2 separate regions of the Mus musculus genome follow, and region 1 is linked to region 2. The links are chromatin contacts, called in public promoter capture Hi-C maps. All regions are on one chromosome and are shown on one strand. The core of a region is the stretch at or near the end of the contact, and the rest is flanking DNA. Distances in the headings are between cores, read along the strand shown.

Region 1 (5,432 bases), core at 2,774-5,273, 130 kb before region 2:
GGCACATACAAAACACATGTGCACATACACATGAATGGACACATGTACACATAGCATTACCTATCACATACAGGCAATATACATGTGTTCACAGCTCTCTCCACAAATAATAATACATACAATGTGTGTGTGTGTGCGTACATGCACACACATTTAGAAAACGTAGTGCTTTGGGGAAGGGAGAATCTTCAATGTTCTGTTCTGTAGGGACTCATGCCTAGCCTGGAGCATACTATGTAGTTGAGACTGGCCGTGAATTCCTGATCCTCATGTATGCACCCCTACAGATGGCTTCAGTGACCTGTTTTGCCAATGGGGACATGGAAGCCTGAGGGGTAACTGAGTTATGGAGAAATCAATGATCCAGCCAGATCTGGGGCCTCCAATAGGTCTTTGAGGACACAGGGCTCCTGAATATCCCGACTCTCAGAATCCACAGAGGGCCCCTGTCTTAGTCAGGGTTTCTATTCCTGCACAAACATCATGACCAAGAAGCAAGTTGGGGAGGAAAGGGTTTATTTGGCTTACACTTCCATGTTGCTGTTCATCACCAAAGGAAGTCAGGACTGGAACTCAAGCAGACCAGAAAGCAGGGGCTGATGCAGAGGCCTTGGAGGGATGTTCCTTACTGGCTTGCTTCTCCTGGCTTGCTCAGCCTGCTCTCTTATTGAACCAAGACTACCAGCCCAGAGATGGTCCCACCCACAAGGGGCCTTTCCCCCTTGATCACTAATTGAGAAAATGCCTTACAGCTGGATCTTATGGAGGCATTTCCTCAACTGAAGCTCCTTTCTCTGGGATAACTCCAGCTGTGTCAAGTTGACACAAAACTAGCCAGTACAATGACTCCTTGTCAACTTGACACACAAACACATCACTAGTAAGCCTAAACCCTTACATTCTTATTCATCCCCAAGGTCTAAATAACTTTAAACATCCCACAGTCTTTACATATTCTTAAAATTTCAATCTCTTTAAAATATCCATCTCTTTTAAAATCCAAAGTCTTTTTACAATTAAAAGTCTCTTAACTGTGGGCTCCACTAAAATAGTGTCTTCCTTCAAGAGGATAAATATCAGGGCACAGTCACAATCAAAAGCAAAAATCAATCTCCAACTGTCCAATGTCTGGGATCCAACTCACGATCTTCTGGGCTCCTCTAAGGGCTTGGGTCACTTCTCCAGCCATGCCCTTTGTAGCACATGCGTCGTCCTCTAGGCTCCAGACGCCTGTACTCCACTGCTGCAGGTGCTCTTGGTGGTCATCTCATGGTACTGGCATCTCCAAAACACTGCATGACCCCTTCAGTCCTGGGCCTTCAATTGCAACTGAGGCTGCACCTTCACCAATGGCCTTCCATGGCCTCTCACAGTGTCGAGCCTCAGCTGCTCTTCGTGACCCCTTCATGCCTTCAAAACCAATACCACCTGGGTGACCCTTACATATTACCAAGTCCCGCTGCAGCAGGAGTACAACCTTGGCTATCTCTGGAACACAGCCTCTTTGTGCTTTCAGAAAACACTTCCCAGAAGATGTCACCTCAATGATGCTGGTCTCTTCTTAATCACCGCTAATTTCTTAGCTCCAGCTAACCAGCATCAATAGTCCCAGTAATGCAAAGTTTTTGCTTTAGTAGTTCTGGTATCTTGTTAATCACAGCTGATTCTTCAGCCCCAGCTAACCAGATCCACAGAATCTTCACAATCAAAACAGCAATGGCCCTGAAAAGAGTCTTTAATTTTCCCTCTGAAATTTCACAAACCAGACCTCCATCTTCTGCACTGTTCTCAACATTATCTTCCAAGCTCCTTCACAACATCTGACAGAGCTCTTAACAACGAATGGATCTTCAAGCCCAAAGTTCCAAAGTCCTTCCACAGTCCTCCCCAAAACATGGTCAGGTTGTCACAGGAATACCCCACTCTGCTGGTACCAATTTTTCTTAGTCAGGGTATCTATTCCTGCACAAACATCATGACCAAGAAGCAAGTTGGGGAGGAAAGGGTTTATTCAGCTTACACTTCCATACTGCTGTTCATCACCAAGGAAGTCAGGCCTGGAACTCAAGCAGGCCAGAAAGCAGGAGCTGATGCAGAGGCCATGGAGGGATGTTCCTTACTGGCTTGCCTCACCTGGCTTGCTCAGCCTGCTCTCTTATTGAACCAAGACTACCAGCCCAGAGATGGTCCCACCCACAAGGGGCCTTTCCCCCTTGATCACTAAGTGAGAAAATGCCTTACAGCTGGATCTTATGGAGGCATTTCCTCAACTGAAGCTCCTTTCTCTGTGATAACTCCAGCTGTGTCAAGTTGACACAAAACTAGCCAGTACAGCCCCTGTTTAAGGGGCGATCTCGCTATAACTCACAGTGGCTTGAATAAGTCTGATGGAATAAGTTCCTGATTCATAGGGTGGCCCTCCATCTTGGATGGGCCAGTTTGAGAGGACCAGGATCAGAGGAGCTGGCCATAGGCTCCTGTCAGACAGCTGTGCTCTTTTCTTTTTTTTTCTTTTTCTTTATCTTTTTCTTTTTTCTTTTTCCTACCTCTGCTCAAGAAAGGAAAAGTCGGTCCTAGACCTTCCATGAACATGGCCCCTTGGTTTTCAGGGTTCCCTCAGCCTGTTGACCACTTCTCTGAAAGGCACTCTACATGTGCGGAGGAGGAGGAAGAGGAACCCTGGGAAGAAACCTGTTTGATTAACAGTGGTGAGTGAAAACCCTTGTTGGCCTTCCTTTATGGTCTAGAAGTATGTAAAGAAGGTGGCCATCCCTGGCCACATCCTGGAAAAGCTGTGGCTTATCAGCAGCTGGTGTTTTCTTGTGGACATAGCCCTCCAACGTGCCTCCTTGCATATGGTTAGTCTAGCCAGGACTTGAGGACGCCACCAATTAAAGGTGTCACAGGGTGTCTATAGCTCCTACCCAAAGTGACCCTATTTTAAGGACTTCCTGAAAATGGGTGTGAGTGAGATGGAAGCCACAGTGTCAGGATGAGGAGTGACCATAAAGGCTGGCCTTCCTTCTTTTCTTATTTGGACAAATGGTTACTGCAGGGAGGGTGTGGGAACGGGGGTAGAAGTCATGAATAGCAAGCTGGTTTTCTGCAGAGGGCAGTGGGGAGGTAGTCCTGGGATATTCACTAAATTTCTGGGGAATACAGGTTAAGTCTATATCTATTACCTATTAGTCTGGGGCAGATCAATAAGAGGCAGTGGTGGAGCATGCCTTTAATCCCAGCACTTGGGAGGCAGAGGCAGGTGGATTTCTGAGTTCGAGGACAGCCTGGTCTACAGTGTGAGCTCCAGGACAGCCAGGGCTACACAGAGAAGCCCTGTCTTGAAAAAACAAACAAACAAACAAACAAACAAAACAACAACAAAAAAAGAGTGCCATCAAAGCAGAGCCTTCTGGGTAATGTTAATTCCTGTTCATTTATCCTGATTATATCTGAGCCCCTCTCCTGGTAAGTTTGTAATGAGTGGGAGTGCTGAGGCTCAGACTCAAGACCTTGCATATGTTAGGCAAGAGCTCTGCCACTGAGCAATACTTCCTCCCCTCCTCTTAGACAGGTGTGGCTATGTAGCCCAGGCTAGCCTTGACCTTACCACATAGCTCAGTTTCAAGTCAAACTTTTAATTCCCCTGTTTCTACCTCTTAAATTCTTGGATTACAGCTGTGCTTGGCACCCATGATGAGGCTGGCTTTTGACACCCCTTCAGCTCCCTCGGCTCCCTCCATTCCAGTCTCTGTTCTAGAGACTCTCTTCTGGCACCCTTCAACCTATTGAAGCGCTGGCCTTCTGGGCTCCAGCAACTCTTGCTCTAGCTGATGGAATCCAGAAGCACCGAGCCTGCACATTCAAAGCAGGAGCCCCTGTTCTCTTTCCAGAAGTCAGTCTGGAGCTGAGGACATGATGTTTCTCAAAGTCCTTTTCACAAGTCTGACTTCTTGCGTTACACTTCTCTCACCCTACCTCCTTCCTCTTTTGGTGCTTTATATGCCAGCGGGAAGTGGCTAAAGGAGGAAGTGCCGAGTGAGAGTGAGGGAAACCACAGGACCAGGAGACGCAGGAGTGGAGCATGTAGCCTGTTCTCGCTGGCAGGCTCCACCAAGGTGACCCGGTGTGAGAAGATGCATTTGTCATTGCTGGTCCCCTTTCTCTTCTGGATCACAGGTGAGCGAGCTCAGGCAACCAGAGGAAGTGGCCACCCAGCAAGGGGTCATCTGTCCACCACCCCATTGTTGTGGCGCTTTTGTGGCAGAAATATTGAGTTCTTAAGCCCCGACCTAGGCACAATTCTAGACTACTGAGGGACTGGTCGTATTTAAGACAGACACACTGATGGGCCCCGCTGGTCTTTGAAAGACAGGAGAGCCCTGGTTGCTCAGGAGAATGTCTGATGAGGCTGGATTGTCAATGTGTGATTGTGTTACAGCAAGGGAGGGAAGGCTTTGGGGGGAAGAAATGATTGTGGGAACAGGTTGCTGAAGGGATAAAAAAAAAGTCTGCTATTCACAACTGATGAAAAGGTGATTTGTGGCAACTGGGAGAGAAGGTGCTGTCAGAAATGGCTGAGGACTGAAAGGTGAAGAGGGGGCAGGAGACAAGGCCACAGATAGAGGGCTGACAGCACTTTCTTGTGTTTTGAGATGGGGGAGGTGCTCCATATGTAGCCAAGGCTGGCCCTCTAACTAGTGATCCTTCTACCTCTGCGTCTACCTCCAAAAATATTCACAGCCAGGCAGTGGTGGCGCATGCCTTTAATCCCAGCACTCGGGAGGCAGAGGCAGGCAGATTTCTGAGTTCGAGGCCAGCCTGGTCTACAAAGTGAGTTCCAGGACAGCCAGGGCTATACAGAGAAACCCTGTCTCAAAAAACCAAAAAAAAAAAAAAAAATCACAACACGATTCATAACAGTAGCAAAATTACAATTACAAAGTAGCAACAAAAATAATTTTATGGCTGGGGGTCACCACAACATGAGGAACTGTGTTAAAGGGTCAAAGCACTAGGAAGGCTGAGAATCACTGCTCTAGTTAGTGCATGTTGAGTTAGACCACCGAAGGGGTTTTTCTGGTGCTGGGACTATAGGCCTGTGCCATGACACTTGAATTAATGTAGCTGTAAGCGAATGGATACAGTTTTGATTTCAAAGAAAGAGAATTTACTCTTGAACACAATGATGCACACCTTTAATCTCTCTTCATTTGGAAGACAGAGGTAGGTGACTCTCTGTGCATTTAGGGACAACCTAGTCTACATAGCAAGTTCCAGGCTAGTCAGGGTGCAGGGTGGGACTGTCTTCAAATAAATTGCACCAAATCATGAGTCCTTTGTGTCATTTTTCTCCTGTGAGCATTGCATGCACCTAGACAATCGTCTTCTCTCATCTTCTCCCCATTTCTACGGGTCCCCTTCTTCTCCCTAAA
Region 2 (4,852 bases), core at 546-3,045:
CAAGTCCTGATTTCCAGTGTGTCCTTCCAGGCAGCTGTAACCTCAGTCAGTCTCCAGGGCACCATGTTGAATTTGCCAGAACCAAAGCCTCTGAGAGTCTCACCAAGCATTAGATGGCTGTAGGCATAGACGTGCTGGTTCTGAATATCCCACCCACTTACTGTATTAGGACACATTGAGAGCTCATTGGATACTGTGGTGGTTTGATAAGAATGACCTCCCACCCCTACACCCCCCAACCCTGCTCATTTATTCGAATGCTTCGTCACCAGGGAGTGGACAGGGTTTGAAGGAGGAGGAGGTGTGGCTTTTGGGGAAGAAGTGCATTACTCTGGGTGGGCTTAGAGGTTTAAAAAGCTCACACGCATCTCTCATCTGTCATCTTTCTTCTCTCCCTTCTTTCTCACCTCTCTCTGCCTTTCTCTCTCTACCTGAAAATCAGCATGTCACTCTCTGCTATGTCTCCAGCTCCAGACCTGCCATGTTTGCCACCATGCTGACCATGATAACAATGGACTCAGCCTCTGAGACTGCTACACCAGCCCTGGCTAAATGCTTTCTCTTATACTAGCTGCTGTGGTCATGGTGTCTCCTCGCAGCAAGAGAACAGTGAGTAGACACAGATAGCAAGCATGACCATGTCTTAGAGTCCCATAATGAATGCACAAAGCACTTTCTGAGCTCTTGTTGATCTGATATTCTGTAGAGCATAAAGAAACAGTGGACATGGAAAAATGCAGGCAGATACCCTGATGGTCAGTCAGTGAGAGCCAAGAAAATGATACAGTGAGAGAACATCTGTATTCTGTGTTAGTAGGGAGAACATCTGCATTCTGTGTCAATGGGGATTGGAGTGAGTGACATAAGACTGGATACCCAGAGGAGAGTCTAAACCCAGGGAATCTTAAGGGCAAAAGGTCTCCCCCAAATGTCACCACAGCCTGCAGATATTGCTGTAGATCAGAGGGGTGTAGGTACCTCTATGGTCAGGCAGGTCACCAGGCTCTTGGATTCCGTCTTTTCCATCTTCTCCAACATGAAAGGGAAGGGGATGGCCAGCACTGGGAAACTGAGTCATCAGAAAGGAGTGATCTGAGGTCATTCTTTCATTCTACCACACAACACCTACTCGAAATCATGCCCATGTCTAGGTATGGGGCCCAGAGACTCAAGAAGACAGAGCTGCCATGCATGATGGCTCCCATCTAGGCCTGGCACTCAAGGGATGGGAGATTTCTCTGAGTTCAAGGTTAGCTTCAGCTAAATACTGCATTCAAGCCCAGGTTGGGCTGCAGTGTGAGATACTGTCTCAAATAATCAGGGCTGTGGATGCATCTTAGTCAGCAGAGAGCTTGTCTGGCATGCGTAGAGCCCTGGGTTCAGCATGGATGGGCTGTGGTGACAAACACCTTACACTGCTGGACTCAGGAGATGGAGGTAGGAGAATCAGTTCAAGGTCCTCCTTGGCTACATAGAGGCCATCCTGGGCTAGATATGCTGCCACAGACAAACAGCACCCCAAACAGAATAAGACGGAAGAAAAGAAAGCTGTGACCTACAGCTCTGTACTCTTTTGGAGGATACAGCACTCAGATAAACTCTCATTAAGGGATAGGGTCACAGCATGACCTTGATCAGTAGTGTAAACCTGGAAACAGTTCTAGGGACGCCATGGACAAATAGTGCCCTATAATCTGCATTTTGAAGGAGATGGTTCCTCTGTGGTCACAGAGCTAGAGCAACAGAAGGGAAGCTTTTCAATCCACTCAGGAAGTGTGTGTCGCAGAGGGTGGACAACCTGACCGGAAATGGAAATGCCCCTCCAGGGCTCTGGCAGGAGCAGGGAAGCCCTCGGGTAAGGGCTAGGTGACAGATGGCACCCTCAATCCACAGCAGTGGTTGTCCCCACTTATTCTGTGTGGTAGGAACCAAAGCCTCTAAGGCCTGGAGTATTAACAGAGCCCTTCCTGCTACTGTTCATCTGGAGCCTCACGTAAGAGCACGAGACCAGGAAGCAGAGGACAGAAAGGAGAACTAGGCAAGAGAACATTCTACTGTCTAGACTGAGACAGATCCTTCTCCACTCTTGGCCCTGATGTGGGCACAGGTGACAGCGGAGCTGAAGAAATGATTCCCAGAGTAATAAGATTGTGGCTGCCTTCAGCTCTGTTCCTCTCTCAGGTCCCAGGTGAGCATGAGCAGATGTGTAGGGTGTAAGCTTTGAAAGGAGAACTCCTGCTGTAAGTCTGACAGGAGGGGAGAGGGATGGGGAGGGGGAGAGGGAGAAGGGGGGGAAGGGGAGGGGGAGAGAGTGAGGGAGAGGCCAGCACAGGCAGAAGGGTCTAGAGAGAATCAGGAGGGTAGGGCTGGGGTTGGGTGGGGCCCAGGACCATCAGCATCTGCTCCCCAGGTACTGCCAGGTTTCTGTGCACAATACAGTCATGTCTACCACACCTGAGGCAGATTCAGGACAACTGGGAGGGTCACCTGTGACAGTCAGTGCCATAATCACATAATCTCTATTTATTTTATAATCTCTCTATGACCTCAGTCCTGACTCCTGCTCTGACAAAGCCTGTCTCCTTTCTCACTCTTTCCTAGAGACCAGAGGGTTTTTAAGAACTGACCAAAGGGAGGACTTACTCCCATCCAGCTGTCAGGGTGCAGAATTGAAGTTACTCTTTTCCAGGCTGTGTCCCACTGCATGGCCCCAGCACTATCACAGGCGCTGTTGGGGAATCGCTCAGTGTGTCATGTCAATACGAGGAGAAATTCAAGACTAAGGACAAATTCTGGTGCAGAGGGTCACTGAAGGTACTCTGTAAAGATATTGTCAAGACCAGCAGCTCAGAAGAAGTTAGGAATGGCCGAGTGACCATCAGGGACCATCCAGACAACCTCACCTTCACAGTGACCTATGAGAGCCTCACCCTGGAGGATGCAGACACCTACATGTGTGCGGTGGATATATCACTTTTTGATGGCTCCTTGGGGTTCGATAAGTACTTCAAGATTGAGTTGTCTGTGGTTCCAAGTGAGGACCCAGGTAAGTCCCCATAATGAGCATTGTAGCATCAAGACAGCTGAAAGTGGCAGGAATTTCTGGAGGAGGAATTCAGCTCAGAGCCTGGGAGTACATTATGTGTGATGAGGGGCAGATAGGGACAGAGCAACAGCCAGGGAGGCATCCTGGAGTAACTGCTTCTTGTAAGGGGGAAGGTGCTGGTCTGTCAGGGGACATGGGGAAGAGAGAGCAGAGTGTGGCCAGGGGACAGAGATCTGTATCCTGTGGGAGTGAACCATGGAAACCAGAGTTCATGGGTGTTCTGGGTGCTGAGCAGAGGTCAATAGGGGACAGATGGTGACAGTGCTTTGTTCAAAGAGAGCTTTCACTGGTGACATGCCAGCTTTGCAGTTAGCTGTCTCTGGCAGCCTATGACTGAGGCTGAAGGGGAGCAGACCTGGTGTGTGGTTTTGCCTCAGGAGGGTTGGGGTGGCAGCTCTGTCGTGTGTGCAAATGATCAGCTGATTTAGGAGGATCCCCCGACCTGATCCTTCCTTTGGTGCAAAATCAGCTCAAAACCAACCCATTGGCTGCTGATCAGGGTGGTGTATGCCTGAGATCTTAGCACTCAGGAGGTGGAGGCAGGAAGATCACAAGTTCAGGACAACCAGGGCTATAAACTCCCTATCAAGACCCTGTCTCAAAAAGTAAAAGAAAGAAAAGGAAGGAATGAAGGGAAGGAGGAAGGAAGGGGGAGGGGAGGGAGAAAGGGAGAGAAAAAAGAGGGAGGGAGGGAAGGAGGGAAGGAGGGAAGGGGGGAAGGAGGGAGGAAGACAAGAAGAAAAGGAAAAGGAGGAAAAAGGGGAAGGAGTAAAGTAGGAAGGGAGGGAAGGAGGGAGGGAGGAAGGAAGAGAAGGAGGAACAACAACAACAAAAAAAAAACCAGAGTGCACTCTCCCAGGTCTCTGGCCCTGACTCCATTCTCCATACATGAATGGTACCCCAGCTCATCATCTCCCCTCTCTCAAATGTGGCTCTGACCTGGGACAGAGTGCACACTTCCCTTCTGGGTACCAGCTTCATCACACAATTTGGAGCCTAGGGGCTTTTAGCATGGTGCTTTTCAGTGCCCTGAGGAACCCACTCACCTCCTCCAAGCTCCTCTGTGTCCCCTTTCCCAGGAACCATTTACTGCTGGAAGAAACTCAGAGAATCCCTCCAAGGTTCCCCTTCTGTGAACAGATGGTCAAGCAGGATGGAAGATAGGCTTTCAGTGTCTTTGCTCCCAAATATTCTCCATGTCTGCAGTTTTTTCTCCCCAAATGGAGCCTCCTCCATTCTTAGAAGCCAATCCAGTATATCTCTTTAAGGGATGGGTTGGTGAAGGGAGCTGAAGGAAGAGGCCAAACCTCACTCTTAAGTCCAATTTCTTCTTCTTCTCCTTCTCCTTCTCCTTCTCCTTCTCCTTCTCCTTCTCCTTCTCCTTCTCCTTCTCCTTCTCCTTCTCCTTCTCCTTCTCCTTCTCCTTCTCCTTCTCCTTCTCCTTCTCCTTCTCCTTCTCCTCCTCCTCCTCCTCCTCCTCCTCCTCCTCCTCCTCCTCCTCCTCTTTTTCCTCCTCCTCCTCCTCTTCTTCCTCTTCCTCTTCTTCAACACCATCACCATCATTTGAGAGAGAATATCGTGTAGCTCAGGTTAACCATCTCTCTGTGTACTTAGGATTCACCTTGGAATGCCTGATCCTCCTGTCTCTGCCTCGCCAGCACTGAGATTGCATGTATTTATATGTTTCCCTGCAACCTCCTCTGTGGGTTCGTACTGAAGAGTGAGAACTACAAACCCACTGACATC

The links. Capture Hi-C pulls out chosen DNA fragments and counts their contacts.
Region 1: a promoter capture Hi-C map of adipose tissue shows a contact between it and region 2. The contact joins the promoter of Cd300lf here to the promoter of Cd300c2 in region 2. A contact is called at or near these places in 1 of 39 promoter capture datasets (macrophages), 1 of 484 Hi-C or Micro-C datasets (nephron progenitors), 1 of 115 datasets of contacts at active chromatin or transcription factors (microglia) and 2 of 9 other capture datasets (adipose tissue and liver).

Annotation. Positions count from the first base shown.
Region 1 is chr11:115,132,583-115,138,014 of GRCm38.p6, reverse strand. Cd300lf (CD300 molecule like family member F) reads left to right here and starts at 4,023. Exons shown (of 7, transcript NM_001169153.1): 1 at 4,023-4,176. The coding sequence starts at 4,134. It also overlaps a transcript of Rab37 not described here.
Region 2 is chr11:114,998,823-115,003,674 of GRCm38.p6, reverse strand. Cd300c2 (CD300C molecule 2) reads left to right here and starts at 1,795. Exons shown (of 4, transcript NM_134158.1): 1 at 1,795-2,188; 2 at 2,690-3,046. The coding sequence starts at 2,128.